4 separate regions of the Sus scrofa genome follow, and all the other regions are linked to region 3. Evidence: chromatin contacts called from public HiChIP or PLAC-seq data. All regions are on one chromosome and are shown on one strand. Each heading gives the region's core, a stretch centred on a gene start, on an enhancer-like site or on the middle of the called end of the contact. The rest is flanking DNA. Distances are from core to core; before and after follow the strand shown.

What was found. HiChIP or PLAC-seq counts read pairs in DNA pulled down with a chosen protein or histone mark.
Region 1: an H3K27ac HiChIP or PLAC-seq map of alveolar macrophages shows a contact between it and region 3. The contact joins two enhancer-like sites. A contact is called at or near these places in 2 of 2 datasets of contacts at active chromatin or transcription factors (alveolar macrophages and skeletal muscle).
Region 2: an H3K27ac HiChIP or PLAC-seq map of skeletal muscle shows a contact between it and region 3. The contact joins two enhancer-like sites. A contact is called at or near these places in 1 of 47 Hi-C or Micro-C datasets (embryonic fibroblasts) and 1 of 2 datasets of contacts at active chromatin or transcription factors (skeletal muscle).
Region 4: a contact with region 3 is called in an H3K27ac HiChIP or PLAC-seq map of alveolar macrophages. The contact joins two enhancer-like sites. A contact is called at or near these places in 1 of 47 Hi-C or Micro-C datasets (embryonic fibroblasts) and 1 of 2 datasets of contacts at active chromatin or transcription factors (alveolar macrophages).

The regions. Positions count from the first base shown.
Region 1 is chr3:94,396,877-94,402,351 of Sscrofa11.1, forward strand. The region is part of intron 12 of PRKCE (protein kinase C epsilon type); the gene reads right to left. Among named protein-coding and RNA genes, the nearest start is that of EPAS1, 150 kb to the left of the region's middle. Within about 2 kb of position 2,350, at least 2 of the 83 cell types and tissues checked have an H3K27ac peak or open chromatin away from gene starts, as enhancers often do. A contact at or near this core is called in alveolar macrophages, where this site is marked.
Region 2 is chr3:94,376,589-94,381,504 of Sscrofa11.1, forward strand. It overlaps PRKCE (protein kinase C epsilon type), which reads right to left. Exons shown (of 16, transcript XM_021088295.1): 15 at 1,238-1,384. Among named protein-coding and RNA genes, the nearest start is that of EPAS1, 130 kb to the left of the region's middle. Within about 2 kb of position 3,168, at least 11 of the 83 cell types and tissues checked have an H3K27ac peak or open chromatin away from gene starts, as enhancers often do. A contact at or near this core is called in skeletal muscle, where this site is marked.
Region 3 is chr3:94,216,040-94,221,506 of Sscrofa11.1, forward strand. The region is part of intron 1 of EPAS1 (endothelial PAS domain protein 1); the gene reads right to left. Among named protein-coding and RNA genes, the nearest start is that of EPAS1, 35 kb to the right of the region's middle. Within about 2 kb of position 1,887, at least 33 of the 83 cell types and tissues checked have an H3K27ac peak or open chromatin away from gene starts, as enhancers often do. A contact at or near this core is called in alveolar macrophages and skeletal muscle, where this site is marked.
Region 4 is chr3:94,469,379-94,474,345 of Sscrofa11.1, forward strand. All of the region lies in intron 11 of PRKCE (protein kinase C epsilon type), which reads right to left. Among named protein-coding and RNA genes, the nearest start is that of EPAS1, 220 kb to the left of the region's middle. Within about 2 kb of position 1,358, at least 1 of the 83 cell types and tissues checked has an H3K27ac peak or open chromatin away from gene starts, as enhancers often do. A contact at or near this core is called in alveolar macrophages, where this site is marked.

The sequences.
Region 1 (5,475 bases), core at 1,100-3,599, 180 kb after region 3:
GCTTCCAGATCCTCGGCAGACTGCACAGGACCTGGGCTCACCACGCTGGGCTTGGGGCCCGAGGGAGTGCTGTGGATGGTGGCTCTAACCTGTCCTACGCTCCTCGGCTTACACACCTCATGGCCATATCACACACCTCATCTCTCTTACTCACCACAACAGCCCTGGGTGGCGGAGGGGAGTAGCACCATCCCCAGTTTCTAGACAAACAACTCTGGGGACAGCAACGCCTATCGTTAGTGAGGGGAGCTGGCACCCACACTTCAACGTCTGGTAGAGTCCTGTTTCCCCCACAGAGCACCTCAGCCCTCAGCCCTAAATTCACCCTCTTCCACTTGTAAGATTATGGTTTCCCAATTTGACGGGAGATGCCCCAGAAATAGGGGATGGAAAACTCTTTCTTCTGTAAACCATGGAGGACTTGGCAAAGCGCTGGTACCCATGAAACCCTTTGCACACAAGAAAAGATGGAAATATTTTTCTTTTTCTTTTTTGCTTGACGTGAAAACTCACCCTAAAGGAAGGGACCCATATGCACCCTAAAGGAAGGGACCCATATGCTTCTTCCTCTTCATGCTGGCTCCATTTTTTTTTTTTTTTCCAAATGCCCTCACTTCCTGGTATGTTCACCCCACCCCACCGCAACACTAATTGCACACAGCTCAGGCCTGAGTGCCACAGAAATGACAGCAGATTCTTCCACTTACTTGAAGATAAGAGGTTAGAGAGAGATTACTTCTCAGGATGCCAACTATTTGGATCAGCAGAGAGCAGGCCCGCAGGGGGAGCTTATGAAGAAACTCGGCTTGTTTTTGGACGGAGAGAGGAGACTCGACAATGACTGTGGTTAATCAAGATGGGAACCCAGGCTCCTCTGGCAGATGTGGCCAAACGCCTTCATCCATTTAACCATGCGTTCAAGAGCAAGACCCTCTGCCCCCTCAAGATTTCGGCAAAAGCTGGTGATTTGCTGTTATCCTTCATCCCAGCTTTCTCTGCGGCAGCACCTCCTGTTACTCCCAGGAGGGCCATGTCGCTCAAACATGACCCTACGCCAGATAGGACGGCAAGCAAGAAGCCTAGGAGACTGCACCTCCTGCCTCTCCAGCAAAGAGAAAAGCACACTCTGCTTTCAGAGCCAAGACAATGCTCCAATGCAGTGTCGATACCTGACCATCCATGAGAATATTTCACTCTGGGCTGGTGTGCAGAGAAAGACTTCTCCAAGTCTTTTCATAGGAAACGTCTAATCATTTAGGAACAAACTCATAACGACCATTTTTTTTTTTTCCAAATGCCTTTTTTTTTTTTTTTTTTTTTGTATACCAGGCTTAGGGTTAAATCTTTTATATGCCATATCTCATCTAATCTCACAAAGAGCCTAGGATCTGGTAAGACAATTATTCTCCCCATTTTAAAGTGGAAGAAGAGGGTTCCCAGGGGTGACTGACCTGGCCCAGAACACATTGGTGGTGAGTGACAAAGTGGGTGCTACCTGACATCAACTCCCATGTTTGTAATCACTTTGCTATGTTGCTTGGGGAAGGAAAAAAAAAGCACTGTATCCACACGCTTGTCCTTTGGTAGGATCGCAAACATAGTTGTTGCTCTTGGAGTGGTAGTTGCTTTTCCACTGATAGCAACATAGTTATAAGATGTAACTGATAAGCTAGACACTACTGTTTTGACCAAAGAGATGACCCCTTGTCTGAAGAGAGCAGGCTCCCAGCTACTACCCCAGACAGCTGGAAACCTGAGGTGTAAAACAGCATGCCTGTTCACAGCCAAAATAAATAGCCTGGGGCTGTACCTGGCTCTTGGACTTGGAATCACTGCAGAATAATGTATCTGAGGGCATGATTCTCCAATTACTTTTTTTTTTTTAATCCGAGGTAATGAAAGCAAATTCTTATTCTGAATACTCATGGAGAATACCCTGACCTCCACTGATGGGAAACAGGTCTTGACCTGTGTCCCCAGGAAGTGGGATGAGCTGCCCTGACCATCATGACACTTACACCCAGTCCCCCTATTCCTCTCCAGTCCATCAGTCAACTGGCTCTCTGAAATGGCTCTGTGGGGTTCACTGCACAGCCCAGAACCAAGGACAATGGTGACCTCAAGACAACTGTGTCTCTCATCTTTACTTGTCCTCAAATACGAGATACTGTGGCTGGAGGAATTAATCCCCAAGGACCCTTCTCATCTCAGATCCTGGGAGGCCAAGGCAGCTGAAGCCCATGAAGCTTGAACTTGCAATCATGGCTGTTGCACACCAAATGCTTCCCTTTTACATGCTGGGGCAAACTTCTGCCAGGAGATGTGTTACACAATATATAAATCAGATGATGTTCTCCTCCTCCTTGCGTTTTTCAGTGGCGCCCCATGAACTTGCTTCCTTCCATGGCACAAGAGACCCTTTGTGGACTCTCTCATCACCAGCCTCGCCTTGTCATCTCCTCCCTTATCACATCCCCTCAAAATCCAGACCTGGGGTGGGTGGGTGGTTCCCAGATGTGTGGGACTGTCTCCTGCCTCGATGTCTCACACAGGCCCCCTGGGGTATGTGTCTTTCATACTGGCCCACTCCCCCAGCACCTGATGCAGCCTAGCTTTGCAATACCTGTTGGTCAAATGGATGAAAGAGTATAGAAGTGAATCTGTGGGTCATGGCCCTTGGCAGCCAAATGACCTTATTCTCAGATAACATAAGAACTACTAAAACATGTTATTATTAAGGACCCTGAGGGCCAGAACCATCAGAGGCAGCGGCAATCTAATGTTCTCTTGCATCTCCTAATCCCTTCTCTGGTTATACTCAGGAAGAACCCTCTGCCAACCAGCAACCCCCAAGGCAGTCAGAACAGCATCCAAGCACCTTACTCTGGCCCCAGGCTGACCCTCCACCCTCTCAGTTAGTGCCACCTTCCCCTCTGTCCAGCCGCAGGGGTGTCTGACGGTTCCTCAAGATCCCTGGGCACGTTCCTGCCTTGAGACCTTTGCCACATTGCTGTTCCCTCTCTCCGGAGAACAGACTCCTTGTCCCATTCCAATCCACTGCCTCCATCCCCTTTCCTCAAAGATGTCTCTTTCTCGGCCACCCTGTCTAAAGCACCCCACCATCCCACGGTAAAGGAAGGAGCAACACCTCCAACCCCTCCTTTAATCCCAGTCTCGTCAGTTATTTCCTTCGCAGCAATGATCACGATTTGCAATTATTGGCTTGTATATGTCCTTGAGTTTACAGTTTCCCTACCACGAACTCCATGAGAACTAACCTCTTTGTGTTCACACACAAGCCTGGTCCCCAGAGCTCTGCAAAGTGCCTGGCACCCAAGGTCTGCTCAGGGTCTGGATGGGAAAATAGGCAGCACCTGTATTAAGCCCCTTCTAATGACAGTCTAATTAATGGCATCATTGCAACTCCTAATACATCCTACTTGGCCCTGCGGCATAATGTTCCATGATATTTACTGACTTGCCACTTGGGGTCTGCCTTCGTGCTTGGCCTTGAGGATGCAAGAGAGGACACAGTCCCTGTCCTCAAGGATGGGTCTGGAGAGAGAGGTGGACCCATGTCCAGACTACGTGGGATGGTAAGTGTAAGTTCTATACCGGAGGGACAAACAGGACACTGCGACTGTCCTTAGAAGGCAAGGGCGGCTGATCTTGCCTTTTTTGGGCCCAGCGACTTGCAGTTCAAATCCAGCCAGCATTCTGTCAGCATAGAAGGGCCACTCCAGCTAAAGGACCAAGAGTAACCTTTCCGTGGGGTGGGCCTGGAGCCTGGCGTAAGTGGACCACGGAACCTTACGCAGGGCCCAGCATTCCTGGACCCCGCAGGCCAGAAAAACCGCTCCTCAAGCTCCTTTGTCAGCGTGAGCAGCTGCCAGAACTAGTAAGCGCAGGGCTTCCGTGTCCGGCCATACAAGGAGCCACGTGCTAGGAGAGTGGTCGGCGTCTTGAAGGTCACCCCGGCCCAGATAAAGGGCAGATGAAACACAAATATAACTCCTACGAGTTGAGGGGGATGTAGAGAAAGCACGTCTTCCTGCAAAGTGGGGGGTCACCCAAGTTATTCAGAAGATATCAGAGGCTTCAGGCAAGGCCAGGGAGCTGAAAACGGACTGACCTCTGAAGGGACGGAAAACAGATTTTATTTTTCTTAAGAAAAGAAGCCTTCTATGTGTATTTGTTTAATTTGGCCACGGAAGGTATTTGCTTGGAGACCAAGCGGCGCTTTTCAGCTGATCAGTGATGCGAGGGTGCGTGCATGCCGCTGGGGAAGCGCAGAGGGTGTGTTCACACCACATGTTGTTCGTTCAGGGGTGCGGGTTGAGGGGAATGCACAGGTCCACGAGATGAGGCAGGTCCAGAGAGATTCCTTTCTTTCCTCAGGGAGGACACACTCCAGTGGAGTTCATGAAACAAAGATCATTAGCACTAAAGACAACCTTCAATGCTGCACCTGACGTGCATTTACAACGTGGCCAAGGGTATGGAGGTGGGGGCAGGGGCCGGCCAGTCGTTCAACTTGCACAGGCTGAGTCTGAGGTGCCGTGGATACAGCTAACTGGACACGCTGACCAGGGGGTGATATAGGAAGGTTTGGGCCAGATGGATAATGGGTATGGGTGGGATGTCCCAAGAAGATGGTATGATATGAGGACAGAAGAAGGCTACCATGGGTCTGTGAGCAGGCCCACATTTTAATGGGCAAGACGTGCAATGGAACAACCAGAGAAGAAATGCAAGAGCCTGGGTGTGCAGGAAGCCCCAGGAGGAGAGAGTATCGCAACCTTTAAATGGTCCGGCCAGTCGCTGCCATGCTGCCGATGGGACTCAAGTTCGCGACATAGCAGCTCAGAGATCTTTTTATCCACCTGAGGCCCAGGGAGATAGAATCATTTGCCTTTATGTTTACTGCTATCTTCCTCTTTATGCTTCGTGATTCTGATTATAAAATTGTCTATTTCAAAAGACAGTCTTTTCAGCAAGCATTGCTGGGAAACCTGGACAGCTGCATGCAAATCGATGAAACCAGAACACACCCTCACATCATGCACATAAATAAACTCAAAATGGCTTTAAGACTTGAATATAAGACAAGACACCATCAAATTCCTGGAAGAGAACATAGGCCAAACATTCTCTGACATCAACCTTATGAATATTTTCTCAGGTCAGTCTCCTAAAGCAACAGAAATAAACCAATGGGACCTAATCAAACTGACAAGCTTTTGCACAGCAAAGGAAACCAAAAAGAAAACAAAAAGACACCTTACAGAATGGGAGAAAATAGTTTAAATGATGCAGCGGACAAGGGCTTAATCTCTAGAATATACAAGCAACTTATACAACTCAACAGCAAAAAAGCCAACAAGCCAATTGAAAAATGGGCCAAAGACCTGAACAGACATTTCTCCAAGGAAGATATACAGGTAGCCAACAAGCACATGAAAAAACACTCAACAT
Region 2 (4,916 bases), core at 1,918-4,417, 160 kb after region 3:
AAACCAAGGAGGAAGAAAACGAGGACTGGTGACAGCACGGAGTGTCCAGGGACCGGCCCCCTGCCCTGCTCTCGGCTGGCCAAGGCCTGGACCACACCCTTCGGCTGAGAGTTACCCCCCGACATGAAAGATTTCTGAGAATCACAGCACTCCCTGGCACCCCTCCCTAGAAAACTGGACTATAACGGATTTCCTCTCTGATGATGCCCAAAGCACAAGAGGGTCTTTTCTGTACTTGGAAGTGAGGGAGGAGGGGTCCTCTGGCCAACATGTGGGTGACTAAGGATGGACTGGATGATCTCGGGTCCTCCCTGCCCGAGCCCCGAGCCCCACCACTCCGGGGCTCTGCCCAGCAACTTCCTATGTTACACAGCCCTCGTCACTCCCAGGACACTAGCCAGCGGGTTACCCAAATTTTCAGTCCGAATGATTGCCTCCCTGGGCTAGAAGCCAACGGGATTAAGAATGTCCCGCTTCAAATGCGCGCACACACACACACACACACACACACACACACACACACGCTCACACTCTCTAAGGAAAGCACCTTCCGGCAGAGGGTCACTGCCATGACCCTGTCTTTGCTCTCTGAGTCCAGCCCGGACTCCACAGGCCCGTCCCTCTTTGCAGCCTCTGAGCTTCAAACCCCCTTTTGCACAGCAGCCTCCGACAGGCGTCATTACAACAGGCCCGGAACCTGTGCTGAGGCTGGAAAGAGGTCAGAAGGGAGAGCCGGCCAGGGAAGGCAGAGGCGCGGCCTAAACACATGGCCTCTGAACACGGTCAGGCCCCAGGCGCTGCCACGCGGACAGACCTCCTCAACTGCCCGCCTCCGAGGCCCTGCTGTCCGCTCTGGGACAGCTCCACAGGATGACTGCGACTATTATTCAGGTAATGTTTTCCTCTCACTTGACTCAATAAAAAAAAAAAAAAAAAAAGTTTCTCTATCCAGAAACCTTCTATCTCTACCACACGTGGAAGACTAGTATCCCCTAGAATTTTGGATCAAAATAAATCTGCATTCAAATCCGAAGGGTTCCTCTGTGTCCCACATCAAATCGCCACCTTGGTTCCAGCTTTGGGTTATGTATTTGCCATAGGAAATTCCCAGGGCCAATGAGACTGTCTCTTACGGGGCCTCTTGGCCACCTCCTGCCCTCATCATCTTGGTATTAAAATGTGCCCAGACCCCTCCCTCTGCGCACGGGAACCAGCCTGCCCCTCGGGGCCTACTTACAATTCGAGGTTTGAAGGGCGGCTTGATCTTCTTCTGCTCCAGGAGCACCCAGTCGATCTCCTTGAAGAACGGGTGCTGATTGATGGCATCCTCACCGTTCTGCGCCGCCACACAGCCCAGGCGCTTGTGGGGGTTCTTGGTCATGAACTGTGGGGACGAGGACAGAGACAGAGTCAGTGACAAAGGCCGGGCTGGCATGGGCGGTCTGGCAAGATGGAGGGCGGCCAAGGCCACATCTTCAGCATCAAACTCCCGAACCTGGTTTCTGGACTTTCGGGGGCTCTGTGCCTCAGGCCTCTCTGGGGGACTCACTCCACACCAGCCATCAGTCTACGCCCAGCATATACACGCGTGGACTCATTTCATCCAAACACAAGCCTCTCAGTTGCTCTTATTAGCCCTAATTTCTAGGTGAGGTACTTGAGGCACAGCGAAGCTAATTAATTTGGTCAAGGTCAAACAGCCAGCAAGGTATCAAGTCAGGATTAGGAACTCAGACTCTTTCTAACCCCCTGATTCACCCCAGGCTCTTGAGTCATCTCACTGGGGAGACTGAGGTCTGATAAACTCACATCATGCGGCCCCTGGTCCTTTATGGGATAAGGAAAGGAGATCAGATAGTCATGTTAAGGTCAGTTATCAAAGCAACCTTCTCATCTTTCCTTTTCCTGGACCTCGGCCCTCCTACTTAAAAAAAAAAAAAAAAATTGATTTTTTTTAATCTCTAGCACAAAGTCCCGCATAGATCAGCAGATAAATAAAAACAGGAAAAAGAAAGACTGATTGCTTCTCAATGCTTGTTCGTAAAAATCACACTGATGTGTTTTATACTTTTTGGCTGGTGTCTTACCTCACACGCCCAGGTACAATTATTATTCCTATTCAATGAATCAGTCCTGGTGGCAAATATTAGTTTAACTGAGCAGATGCGATCAGTGCCGCTAGATGGAAATGTGCATGCATGTGTGTCAGGGACCGAGTGTTACATTTCATGGGGTGAAGGCTGAGTCTGGATTTAAACAAAGGAACTTAAGAGGACAAATTATAACCCAAAGAGATAAATGACAGCATTTCGGGCTGCAGGAGCAAGGGCGAGTCTCCTAGGCAGGGAGAGCCTCCTACTGACTCCTGCCTGGTATCTCGGAAAGCAAAGCACCTGGGCCCCCACTAAATGGTACTGAGGCAGGAGAGCCACAGATAAGAGAGTGAAGGGGTGCTGGGTACCTGGGGATCAGGAATGGTGCCGACTCACTTCATCCTTCTAATCTAACAGTTGGTAGGGGTCACCCCTGATTCCTGTAGCCCACAGGATAAAGTCCATATCCCTTTCATGTGGCACACAGAAACTACTCAGTCTACTAGCCAGTCGCTCTTGCTGGCCTTCTGCATCCTTTACTCCCCTGGTCGAAGGCCCCTCTCCAGTCCCTAAGCATCCTCCAAGACCAGTCAAGAGGCTGCCTCCTCTGGGAAGCCTCCCCAGATTCATCCCTCTGTGGGAATCTGAGACTCCATGCTTCTCGCTTATGTAAATTATAACTTGTCTAAACATCTCTTCCCTCTGGTGAGCTCTACAGCATACGAATCTTCCCAGCACCTGGCTCAGTGCCTGGCTCCCATTGTGGACTCAGTACATTGAGACAAGTGAATGGGGGCTTGAAAGGCTGGGCCTCAGGGCCCAATGCTGAGGAAGGGAGCAGCACCGCTATATACTGTTGCACAGGTTGTGCACTGTATAACTCTATGACGCAAAGGGCTTTCTCTACAGTTCTAAACGTAGGCAGTAGCCCTCAGAGACATAATTCAGTGGCCAAAGTCATGGAAAACCCGGCCTGGTCCTAGAATCGAGTGACAATGTGAGGAAGTGAAGTGTTCCAAGGCCAAGGGAGCAGAAGACTTCTCCTCGCTTCCCCAGCTCTTCCTGTCCCCCCACTTCTGGGAGGGGAAGCAGCAGGGCTGTGGATAAACACACAGGTTTTAACGTCTCAGGAAGCTGACCCTGAGCCAGAGGCTCTGCTCTTTTCCCAGAGACTTCATCCTCCCCAGCCAGCTGACACAGGCACAACCTCTTTCTTCTGAATCTCTATGGGTCACAGTTTTCAACCTCTGTGCTAGTGACCTTTGGGTCTGGATACTTTGTGGTTGGGGCTTGTCCTGTGTGGCGCAGGATGTTGAGCAGTGTCCCTGGGATGTACCCACGAGATAACAGTAGCACCCCCTCCAAGTTGTGACAACTAAAAACATCTCCAGACAATGCCAAAGGTCTCTGGGGGATGCGAGGGGGGCAAAATCACCCCTAGTTGAAAACTGCCACTCTCAGTCATCCATAAGGCGAGGGCCCACCTGGGGGGCCAGCAAGGGAATCACAGGAAGCTGTGTCAGGCTGATGTTTGGGGCCTGGGGTGAGGGACTGGCTCTACTGGGCATGTTCTGCTGCCTCCAGTGCTCAAGAGAAGCCAGCATGTGGCGTAGTGTCGGGCACACACTGGATGCCCAACAAATACGTGTTGAATAAATGAAAGAGTGAATGAACCTACTACGTTCACTTCCTTCACTGCTCTTATCCCAGTAGCGACCGCATACGGATGGGTCTTCTCTATACTGCCCACCTTCTCCTGCTGGATTGCAAGCTCCACATGGCAGGGAGGAGGCTGTTACATTCGCTAATGTTACTTAGAATCCAGCACAATGCCTGGCACACTGGAAACACTCCACACGTAGTCATTCATCGAATCAATGAACGGGAGGGAAGGAAAGAGGAATAGAGGAGGAAGGGAGGGAAGGAATGAGGAGAGGGAGAGGAGGGAAGAGGAAAGGAAAAATGAAGTGCAGAAAGAAGCAACGTCTTCTGATGCGGCATTTTCTGAAATAGGGCACATGTCCCTGACAGACTCTAGGTCTTTCTTTTTACCAATTGCATGTGATAATTTCTGTCATTCAATGTCAGCTAGTGGTACTGATTTTCCATATATGAGAGTGATATGACATTTCTTTGTAAAACTCATATAATTGGGTAGATGTTGGGACACTATTGAAAAAACAAAACAGGAGAAATAAATCACCGTGGCAGGTGGCAGGCGATGGCAAATGTGAGTGTGGCATGCCGTCTCTGACCTTTGGGGCATTCTGATGGGCAAAAGGAGTCAGGACTATAAGCCGAGGGTTAGCAGGCACTACGAATTTTCAGCTGTGAGGGACTCTCTGTAGGGGCGGGGACAGTCTCTCTGTCACATGTGTGAATTCAGTGTGGCCACGGGGGTCTTGAGTGGATACTTCTTTTCCGACCAGTGATGCTGTCGCGGACAGGGAGGCACAGTACCCTCCCCCGCTCCTCTGCTGTTTCTTCCGCATCACAGGCCCGGAGGAAGACAGGTGGCCAGGGTGGTGGCAGGTCAGGGAGGAGGGTCCAGTCCCCAGAGTGAGCCCAGCGTGGCGGGGGGTTGGCCCTGGCCCCTCTGGAGCACTTGGAGGACACACGTGTGTTCAGAGTTTCCTCAGGAAACACAGACATCGTGTCCCTTTCCCACAAGAAGAGCAATCTATCCCCACCCCCCACTTCTCAGCAGCAGCCCCTTGCAATGGGCCTGAACCCGCTCCCCCCACAGTGACCACCCTCCACTTATCCATTCAGCAGCAGAGGTGGGACAGAGAGGGAAAGGAAGAGGGGGTGTGGGGTGGGGGG
Region 3 (5,467 bases), core at 637-3,136:
AACGCGGGATCCGAGCCACATCGGTAACCTACACCACAGCTCACGGCAACGCCGGATCCTTAACCCACTGAGCAAGGCCAGGGATCAAACCTGCAACCTCATGGTTCCTAGTCGGATTCATTAACCACTGAGCCACAATGGGAACTCCCCATCTGTGTGTTGACTCAAGCCATTCTGCCTATGCTGCCAACCTGTTCCTATAACACCAATTTCAGCTAAGAAAACTGACAGAGAAATTGCACAGCAGAAGGATATCAAGAAAAGGGCTCTGCCCCAGATGAAAAACAGAGTCCCCAGCATGAGGCAAGCCCTTTCTCTGCAGGGAGTGGGGAGTAGTTACGGTCCCCACGGCGGCTGAGACCCAGCACTACTCTTCCCCTCCCCCTACCGTTCCTGGAGGCCACGCTCTTCATGGCTTTGGTCTGTCTAACCGCACTCCTCTGAGGCCCCCCAGTGCACTCTCTCCAGGAGGCCCCACCGATGCTAACTTCTCTGCATCCCTATTCAGAGACTCTGCCCTGCTCGATCCGCCCTCTGTTCCCCATCCACTCCACTTGTGCAGCTCCCGTCCCCTTAACCAGACCAGCCGTCCCCTAACGTCTAAATAGTACAAAACAGACATGAGATAAAAAACACCTCGACGATTACTGTGACTTCTTCAAAGTCACTCACTGTTCTGGATCTTTTCTAAAAACTCAAATCCAAATCTTAAACAGAATAAAAAGTTTCCAGCTGGAAAGATCTGTAGTGCAGAAACATTCAAAGGTGTGTGTGTGTGCATGTGTGTGTTTTCCCAACTCTGTGAATCAAATTTTGTGTCTGAACTAGCGCTGCTGACAGCTGCCGGCACACAGACCGGCCCTTCTCAAACCTGACTCTGCCCACGCATCACCCTGAGATCTTGTCACAATGCAGTTTCTGACTCAGAAGGTCTGGGCTGGGGCCCGAGGTTCTGCATTTCTAACAGCCTCCAAGGTGATGCTGATTCTTGTCTGGGTCCACAATCTGAAAAGAAAGAGACCCAAGGACGCATGCGATCTTGAGACCAAGGGCATGATGGAGATACCACCATCTGGCAGGGGCAGGGGCAGGGGCAGTGCTACCCAGATGCTGTCCTTACCCACAGCCACCTAAAGTCTAACAAGGCAGGTCTCCTCTTCTGCCGGGAAGCCTCTTACTCTCTTTTTATATTTCTTCATGGGATTTCACTAAGCCCTACTTTGGTGGCCCCGCCTCCCTCCATTTACATCTCATCCCTGCTTATTGCTTAAAGCTCCACCCCTCGGGGCCAGTTCGAGCCTACATCCCCCAGACACTTCCCTATCCACCCTCACTCCCTTCTCCAAGGCGCCTCCTGCCCACATTACTCACTGGCCCTCAGTAAAGGCCTCTCTGTCTTGCTGGCTTTTCTCTGCAAACCTCCTGCTGCTATAACTGGACTGTAAGCACTCTGGTGCCTTGGGGAGTGGGGCACAGACACAACATCTCCTTCTGTGCCTCCTTCATGGGACCCTGGACCAGGGTGGACAAACTGAGTCAATGTTTCCTACTTGACTGTACGGGCAATTCAGTGTGCCCTTTCCTCTTCTCCTTTTGCTCTCAGGGAGGAAAGAAAAAGTGATCCCAGCTGTCTTGGCCTCATCCCCAGCCCTGGGCCCTGCTCCTCTCCCGGGAGCGGCAGCTGGGCCATCTTCGACTGTACTTCGCTCTCGCCGGCTCCTCTTTCCCTCAGGGAAGAGTTAAAGCACTGGGAAGTCTGCTTCCCACTTGGAAATCTCCATTTCCTCACGCAGTGGGAACAAGAGAACATTTATGGACAGAGGCTGAGCGGGCCAACTGCGCAGGGAGTGCACCCGCTCTGAATGGGGCTGTTCTCACACCCGCCAAGTCAAGTCATTAAGATGCCATCCCTGAGGTGCAGCCCCCAGCGTCACCTCTAGAGAGTCCCTCAAGCCTTGCTGGCAGAAAGGATGAATGGGGAGCCCAGAGTCTGGGGAAAGCAAGCTCTTTCATGAGCCGGGGGACAGGACCTCTGTGTTGGCACCACGGCGGGGGCTGGGGGGGGGCTGTGGAGGAGAAGCTGAAGTCCCCCTGTGTCCCCCTCCCCGCTTCTCCACACTGAACCCAAATTAACCCCCTGATTTATGCCGAGGGGCCCGAACAATTGCTCCTCGAAAGGCAACCAGGGGCTGGGGTGGGGGTGAGATAATAACATTAGAGAAAATATGTGCAATGCCAAAAATAATCACTGTGTCATGAGAAAACAGAGCTGGGCCGCCTCAGGGGCCGGCGCTGGGTATATTCAGGAAGGAGGGGGCAGAAATTCCCTGCGCAGTGTCGTCAGACATTCTGGGTGAAAAAAAATTTTTAAAAGCCATAACCGGAATAGACAGTTGTTCAGCGAGAACTCAAGCACCGAACATGACTTCGAGGGTCCGTCCTCTCTCCTTTATTTCAGACACTTTCATTTCAAAGAAGATAACATTTGTTTAGTCTCTTAATCGGGACCGATGCCTGATCATATGTGCCTCGTGAAATACCCTAGGATCTGCCTTACTAATCCCAATTTGACGCCAGAACTTCTGGTGCCTGGTATTTAAAGTATTTCAAAACGGCAAGAGAAGGGCAGGGGTGGGGTGGGGGGAGGTGTGCAGGAGTTCTCATCCCTTCCCAGCGGTGACCCCCCTGGAGCCTTCCTGTTTACAAAACAGAGAAAGCAAGCAGAGACAAAGGAAAAATGAGAGGAGGGAGAAAGGAACCCAGGCAGGACCTCAGGGACCCTTTCTCTCCTTTAGAATTGCAATTTCTAGCCTGTTTACATGGTCGCATACCCAGGGCTGGAGGACCAAGTTCCTGGCCACAGTGCAAGCCCTTGTTTGGTCCCATCTCGGCCCCTGTCGCACTGTGACTCGAAGTGAGATGTTCACACACATTTAGGAGGCTATACTCCATTCCACTGCAGAGAAGTCATCAAAAGCCTCGGGAAATGCCAAAATGTCTTCTCCTCGTTACTGTCATGCTCTCCAAAGATAATATTGAGCAATTTGGGAAAGTGGGTTGTGTTTTATTGCCCCAGCAATGGCTCTTCTCTCCACTCATTCAACAAATATTCACGAGTCCTTCTTCATGTGCTGGGGCTGCAAGAAACAGTGGGAAGCATGCAGTGACCACTCCTGACTCAGGGAGCTTGCGGAGAAGTGAGGTCGAGTTCTAAAGGACTGGCCCGTGGTCAGTGGAGGCCATGGGAGCTTGACTGGACAAAGTCTGCAAGGCTGGTCAACACAGGGAGAGCCTGGCTCTGGAGTGGGGACTCAAAGGAGGAGCAGGTATACTGGGGAGACAATCAGGAGGGCAAGAGGGGTGAGAAGAACAAAGATACTGCTGGGGAGTGAGCAGGAGGGTTGGTGGTCAGGAGATGGGCCAGAGGGCAGGGTGTAAGACAGGGAACATCAGAATGGGCAGAATGTTTTCACTCAACACGCGGTTGAGTGGCCACAAGGTGCCAAGCGCAGAGAAGGGGTGTCAGCGACAAAAGGACTGACTGGTACCTAAAGCTAACAATCAGGTAATTGCCTGCCCCCCTAACCAGTTGCTGAGGTGCCAGGTGGTGGGCAGCACAGAACCCAGCCTGGATCCCTCTGCTGTTGGCTGTGCTTCTGCCACACTGGTCAGCACACAGGAGAACCCCTCTTCCTTGGGAGCAAAGCCAGGGGAAACAAGTCCCTTTGTTAAGAGCTCTAAATATGGCAGCAACCCTTGGGCCACCACAAGCTGGGACCTCGGCCCGGCCCACAGAGACCTCGGCAAGGCATTCTTGCTGCACAGTAACTCAAATACTACCCATGGAATGAAAAAATAAACTTGACCAAGGGTGTCCGCCTCTTCTGGCTCCAGTGGTGCTGTGTTTGCTTTCAGGCTTTAGCCCCCATCCTCTCGCTGTTTCCCCTTGCCCTTCGCCTCTGTGACTACTCGTCAAGAAGAATACACTTCTAATCAGACCGAAGAGAGAGGAAGAGCCCACCAGGTCCCTGCCCCATCCCATCTCCCCAAACCATTTCAGGGTGTCGTTCCCCTATTTAAAAAGCAGGAGTGGCTCCTACTGCCCTCACGATGAAGTCCAAGCTCTAGAGTCCCCTGGAGGCCTACCAGCACCAGCCTTGCTCTCCAACCTCAGCTGCTACAAGCCTGCAGCCCCCTGCCTGCTCCAGCCAGACCATACTGCAGGGCCGCCCCTAACTCAGCTCCCCATCTGCTACCCAGTTTTTTGTTTTTTTGTTTTTTCTTTTCACCTGAAATGTGATCCCTCCTTTACTGCATTCCAAATCCTATACTTTCAGAATCAACATAGCCCCGGCACCTCCATCGAGGTTTTCCTGATCATTCTACCTGGCCCACACCGATCTCCCCACTCACCCCGAATACCCAGAGAATCAAGCTATTTCACTTAACGCAAGGCAGCATCACCTTAGTTGCTTTATCTTAAGAGTCTTCTTTGACGGCAGAGGCAAAATGTCAAACTGCTTACGCACCACACTGCCTGGCATTGCATCTCACCCCAGCAACCGCAGTTTCGTCTAGCTCTTTCAGATACGGTACAGTGAGTTGGAGGGAAGGCTAGACCAGCCACGATCCCCCAGCAGTAGGATCAGGACTGCAGAGTTAGAACGCCTTGCTGCTTCCCGAGTAGAAAGTGGGTTAATAAAGAGGCGTGTCGGTGGCTGCACTTATCACTAGGTTAACGTAACATCCGATGACTCCTCACTGTCCCCAGGAAACAGATCCCTATACCCTACGGAAGTTTTCACATGAAGTTGCCGGCTGTGCCTGCTGTCCACATCAGAGGGGGTGTTCAGGGAGCCAGATGCCAGCCTGCTTTCACTGACCCTGGTGAACAAGCCTGGACAGGGCGACTCCGCCTTTCCCTTTTCCTCCTTCCCCTCCCCCCTCCTCTTCCCTACCCTCCAGATAAGACCTGGGAGGTTTCTGCCCCTGATTCCACCTCCTTGACACAATAGAACAATCTGTTGCCCAACACCACCCATCCCCCAAAGCCCTCATGTCACATGTGTAGATGCCCTTCTTGGAGACAGATTTCTGGCAGGGAGGATGCCAGGGCTTGGTCAGGGTTCCACCCCTTTGGTGATGTAACATGGAGGTGAGAAAATGGATCACGCCCAAAAGAAAAAAGAAAAAAGCTACAAAACACAAAAATCCTAAGGAAAAAACCCAAACAAATTAAAACTCCAATACAACCAACCAGGTAGGGTCAGGGAAGGACCCACAATCTGGAATAAACACTCTCCTCTAGCCCAGACTTCAGTGTTTCAAAACCCAGTCCCCTATCCTCAACTCCACCACCAACACACACACACACACACACACACACACACACACACACACACACACGACTAGGAGGGGGTTAATAGAATCCAGCTGCTTCCCTTATCTGGCTCACCTGCTAATGGCA
Region 4 (4,967 bases), core at 108-2,607, 250 kb after region 3:
AGCAACACTGGATCCTTAACCCACTGAGCGAGGCCAGGGATTGAACCCATATCCTTAAGCATACTAGTTGGGTTAACTTGCTGAGCCACAACAGGAGCTCCCAAATTGCCTTTTGAACCTCTGTTGAGCTCCTCCTACCAAGGTCAGACATCAGGCATCCCTGGAGAGATATATGACCCACGACCAAGTGCTACTCTCTTGTCTTTGGCACGTGGAGGTGTGCGAAAGGAGAGTGCGTTCACTCCAGCGGGAGGAAGCAGAGGGCAAGAATCACCCCAAGCTGGGTCGTGCAAGGTGGGCAGAATTTGCCCAGGTGGAGAAGGCTCCCGGTTCACTGGCCCAGCCCTTTGGTATTCAGAAAGAAGTGCATTTCCTACCAGAAAGAAAAGCTCACCTGTCAGACACTGGTTTCCTTCACCACCACCAAAAGCCCCACACGGAGCCCAGCCACTGCCCCTCCCCGTAGAAAGGCCAAGCGTTAGGGAAGAAAGGGATCAAGGAAGACCGGGCAGAGGTCTGCTCTGAGCAGCCATGCCCCCCTCCTTGCTCAGAAAACCAGACGTTTGGTGGGAGGTGAGGGCGGAGGGGTGCATGGGGACACTCGGGGCAGTGAGTACCATGAGGGTCCCTGTTGGAGGTGAGGAACCCCTAGAGGAGGGAGAGGGATAGGAGAATACAAAATACACAAACAACATAGGTGGGGCTTTTCCATTTCACTAAGACCCTTGGGACCTTTCCAAATGCTGAAGTTAAAGCATCAGGAGAGGCCTATGTGTGGAGTAGGCAGCGTGTGCTGTCCCCATTTCACAGAGGAGCGAACTGAGGCCCAAAAGGATCATTGGGTAGCTGCCCTACAGCTAATCCGACAAAGAGAGCCTAGAACTCACTCTTCCTGTCTTCCCCATGGACCCTTAAGCAAGTCAGTTTACACTGCTGTAGTGGGCAGGTACGCTTATCTGCATGATTCTTGCCCACTGTACAGAAATATGAGTTAAATGAAAAGACATGGATTTCACAACTGTTGATAATGGTTAACACACAGTATATTGGCCCTCTGATTGTCAAAGCACTTTTTGTATTTAATGAGCTACCCACTTGGTCTCGGTGACACCAAGAGAGAGAACTGCATCATTTTAAAAACTAAGTTCAATTTTCCAGGATTTGCTTGGTACTTGACAGAAAACATCTTGTATACAGATCAAAGGGCAGCAATTAAAATGGAGATGCTTTGATGGTTTTTTTTGTTTGTTTTTTGTTTTTGGCCAAGATAGCCTCTCTCAAAAGAACTTCCCCTGTGTTTCTGCTTCTGACTCATCCAGCATTCTCACTCAAAAATAAGTGAGTTAATTGAATAAGAGGAGAAAAGGGAACTGCTTTCATCTGAAGCTTTAAATAAGTGAAGCAACAGACATGGCAGAGTTCCCGCCATGGTGCGGTGGGTTAAGAATCTGACTGCAGTGGCCTGGGTCGGTGTAGACGTACAGGTTCAATCCCCTGTCTGGTGCAGTAGGTTAAAGGATCCACTGTTGCCGAAGCTGTTTTGTAGGTCACAGCTGCAGCTTGGATTCAACCCCGGGCCTGGGCACTTCCATTTGCTGTGGCCATTTAAAAAAAAAAAAAAGACATTGTTGAGCCACTTCAGTGTTTTGAAATGCACAGTTTCTCCAGCATTTAAGATTTCAGGAGTTCCCATCGTGGCTCAGTGGTTAACCAACTTGACTAGTATCCATGAGGACGCAGGTTCGCTCCCTGGCCTTGCTCAGTGGGTTAAAGTATCCGATGTTGCTGTGAGCTGTGGTGTAGGTCACAGACGCAGCTTGGATCCCATGTTGCTGTGGCTGTGGTGTAGGTCGGTGGCTATAGCTCCGATTCAACCCCTAGCCTGTGAACCTCCAAATGCCATGGGTGTGGCCCTAAAATGACTAAAATAAAAGTTTTAAAAAAGATTTCAAATGTTCAAATGTGATGCATGGCCTGAGCTCTTCGGTGATCTCTAACTCAGCAGTTACCTGGGGTGCAGCCAACAACCACCCCCCTCCACCATGTTGGCCACACAGCACTGTGAGTGGGGCCTGCAGGTCTGGAGGTGACCTCCCAGGCCCAGGACCATGTCTTCTGAGACATGTGTTCTCGTTCCAGGCAGGAGTCTTCATCATGATATAAAAGAGCACCTTCCCTGCCAGCTCTCACTTGTATCTAGCAGCCCTGACGAGATCTCATCAAGTTCAAATGCCTGGGGTTCCCTTGGTCAACTGGAGATGAGATTTCTGTACTCCTTCTCCAATGAGTTTTTAGAAAGCAGCTCAGCATAGAAATATCCAAGGTGGCCTAGCTCCGGGAGAGCCCTTGGCTTGCCTGGCCCAGCCTTGTCTTAATCCTGTGCCTTTAAACTTCTCTAACAACAGATAAATATGGCCAGGCAGGCTGGGTCTCTAGGCAAAAAAAAAAAAAAAAAAGAAGCCACGGGATCTCTCCCTCAAATAGACCCTGGATATCAGATACAGCTCTCCTGACCTAAGAAGAATTTACTGCAGAAGAAGGGACAGAGAACAAGGCTGAGAATGGGCCTTCTGCACCGAGTTAAGGAAAGCGGTGGAAAACTCAGTGTCAGACCCAAGACAAAAGAGCTGCTTTGTTAATTGACTGAGCCGCTTGTTAACTGAAAATGCAAATAGGACTTTTCCAACAACGTTCACTCATTATAGAAATAAACAAAGAATGTGGAATACCTTTTTTTAAAAAGTATGTATATATATTCTCTTTAGGATTTTTTGTCTTGTTTTATTTGTTTTGGCCATGCCCAAGGTATGCAGAAGTTCCTGGGCCAGGGATTGAACCTATGCCACAGCAGTGAACATGCCACAGCAGTGACAATGCCAGGTCCTTAACCCACTGAGCCACCAGGAACCTCAAATACCTCTTGAGTCCCATCCAAGTCCTTATTTATCAGAGGGTATTTTCAAGAAGCTTCCTGAAGGGGTCATGCCCAAGATGCCAGCCATTAGGGCAGTGCTATCCTGCAGCAGCTGTAGATCACAGCTGACACCCCCATACACTCTTCTAAGATTTCAACCAGCTATGTAAAAACCCTGACCAAGAAGAACAATCCCAAATTAAGCCATCTTAAAAACGGCTTAGTTATAAAATAACACACCCTCTATTTAAGGTGTGTTAAGCTTAAGCTTTTCCATCTTTCTTTTTCTTTTTTTTTTTTTTTTTTTTTTTTGTCTTTTTAGGGCCACACCCGAAGCATATGGAGGTTCCCAGGGTAGGGGCCAATCGGAGCTACAGCCGCCAGCCTACACCACAGCCACAGCAATGCGGGATCCAAGCCGCATCTGCAACCTATACCACAGCTCACGGCAATGCCAGATCCTTAGTCCACTGAGGGAGGCCAGGGATCAAACCCACGTCCTCATGGATACTAGTCGGGTTCGTTAACCACTGAGTCATGATGGGAACTCCAAGTTTTTCTATCTTTCAATGTGGTGTGCATATCCAAAGAACCTTAAAGCTGAGATTCTCAAACTTTCATGTGCAGAAGAATCCCTTGGAAAGCTTAAGATTACCTGGGACACAGCCCAGAAATTCTGCTTCAGCAGGTAACACAGATGCGAAGCTAAAGTTCTGTGGGCTCTTCTTTGAGATACACTGCCCTGTGGAGCTTAGTGTCACCACATATAGCTGGGAACAATCACATTTAGCCCCAGAGGCCAGACCAGGCCGGGAGCCCACACAGGAGTGCTGGAGAATGCCATGCCAGGCTGGACACGGGGTCTGGCTGGTTGGCCAAGCTTCGAGCAGCTGGTATGCTTAGGACAAAGGATGGCAGTTGACCCTCTAGGAACAGCGTCTGCCCTTTGGCCATCAGCACAGGACCTCCACCAGGAAGGATTCCCAGCCATCGCTTGCTAGGGAGTGGGGTGGCAGTGGAGACACTGATCTCTCTGGAAGGAGAGGCATTTCACTGACCAACAGATACCACCTTCCCATGACAGTGGGGGATGTCCTCTGTGATTCACCTCCTTCCGGTAGTTGTCTATACCCTCCAGGGATGCTATTTTGGTCTCTCACATGCTGACTCAGTTCCCCTTGCCAGGGCCCCACACTGCAGGTCAAAACCCACATACACATACAAACACATCCCTCAATTAAGTCTCCCAATGTAAGTGCTATCTTTACTACATGTAGAAAATACAGATGCATTCTCAGATTTTCTATACTCTCCTATTTCATTAAAGAAAAAAAGCTCATGGAGAAACACTAAATGAATTTCATGACCCACTAGTCAAACATGATCTGGAATTTGAAAAATGCTGCTTTAACTTGCCTGTGGAGTATACAGGGTCTTGTGTATTATGCTCTGTAAACTACAACGGGAGTACAAATACACAACATACACAAAAAAGCACACTATGGAATAATAAGAGACAAGCACAGGATTTAACACGCACTAGAATCACTTCATGTAGAGTGAAGCCTTCCTCCTGAGTCTCTCTACTTCAGAGGCCAGGAGGAGGCCCTGAGGGCACACAGGTCCACAGAGCGCTCAGCCTAATGCATTTATTTGCCAACCACCTATAATTAAATCAGCATAAATAAAAGCTTTGTGGAGTTCCCATTGTGGCTCAGCGGTAATGAACCCAACTAGTATTCACGAGGACTCGGATCCATCCCTGGCCTCACTCAGTGGGTTAAGGATCCGACGTTTCCGTGAGCTATGGTGTAAGTCGCAGATGTGGCTCAGCTCTGGCTTTGCTGTGGCTGTGGTGTAGGTGGCAGCTGAAGCTCTGATTCAATTTCCTAGCCTGGGAAATTCCATATGCCATGGGAGTGGCCCTAAAAAAGCAAAATAAATAAATAAAAGCTTTGTGTGTGATGATCCCATGGCATTCCTATTGCTGTCAGGAGCGGTTGGGCATTCCAGGTCTCTACAGGACTTTGCATTGAAAACACTGATTAAAATG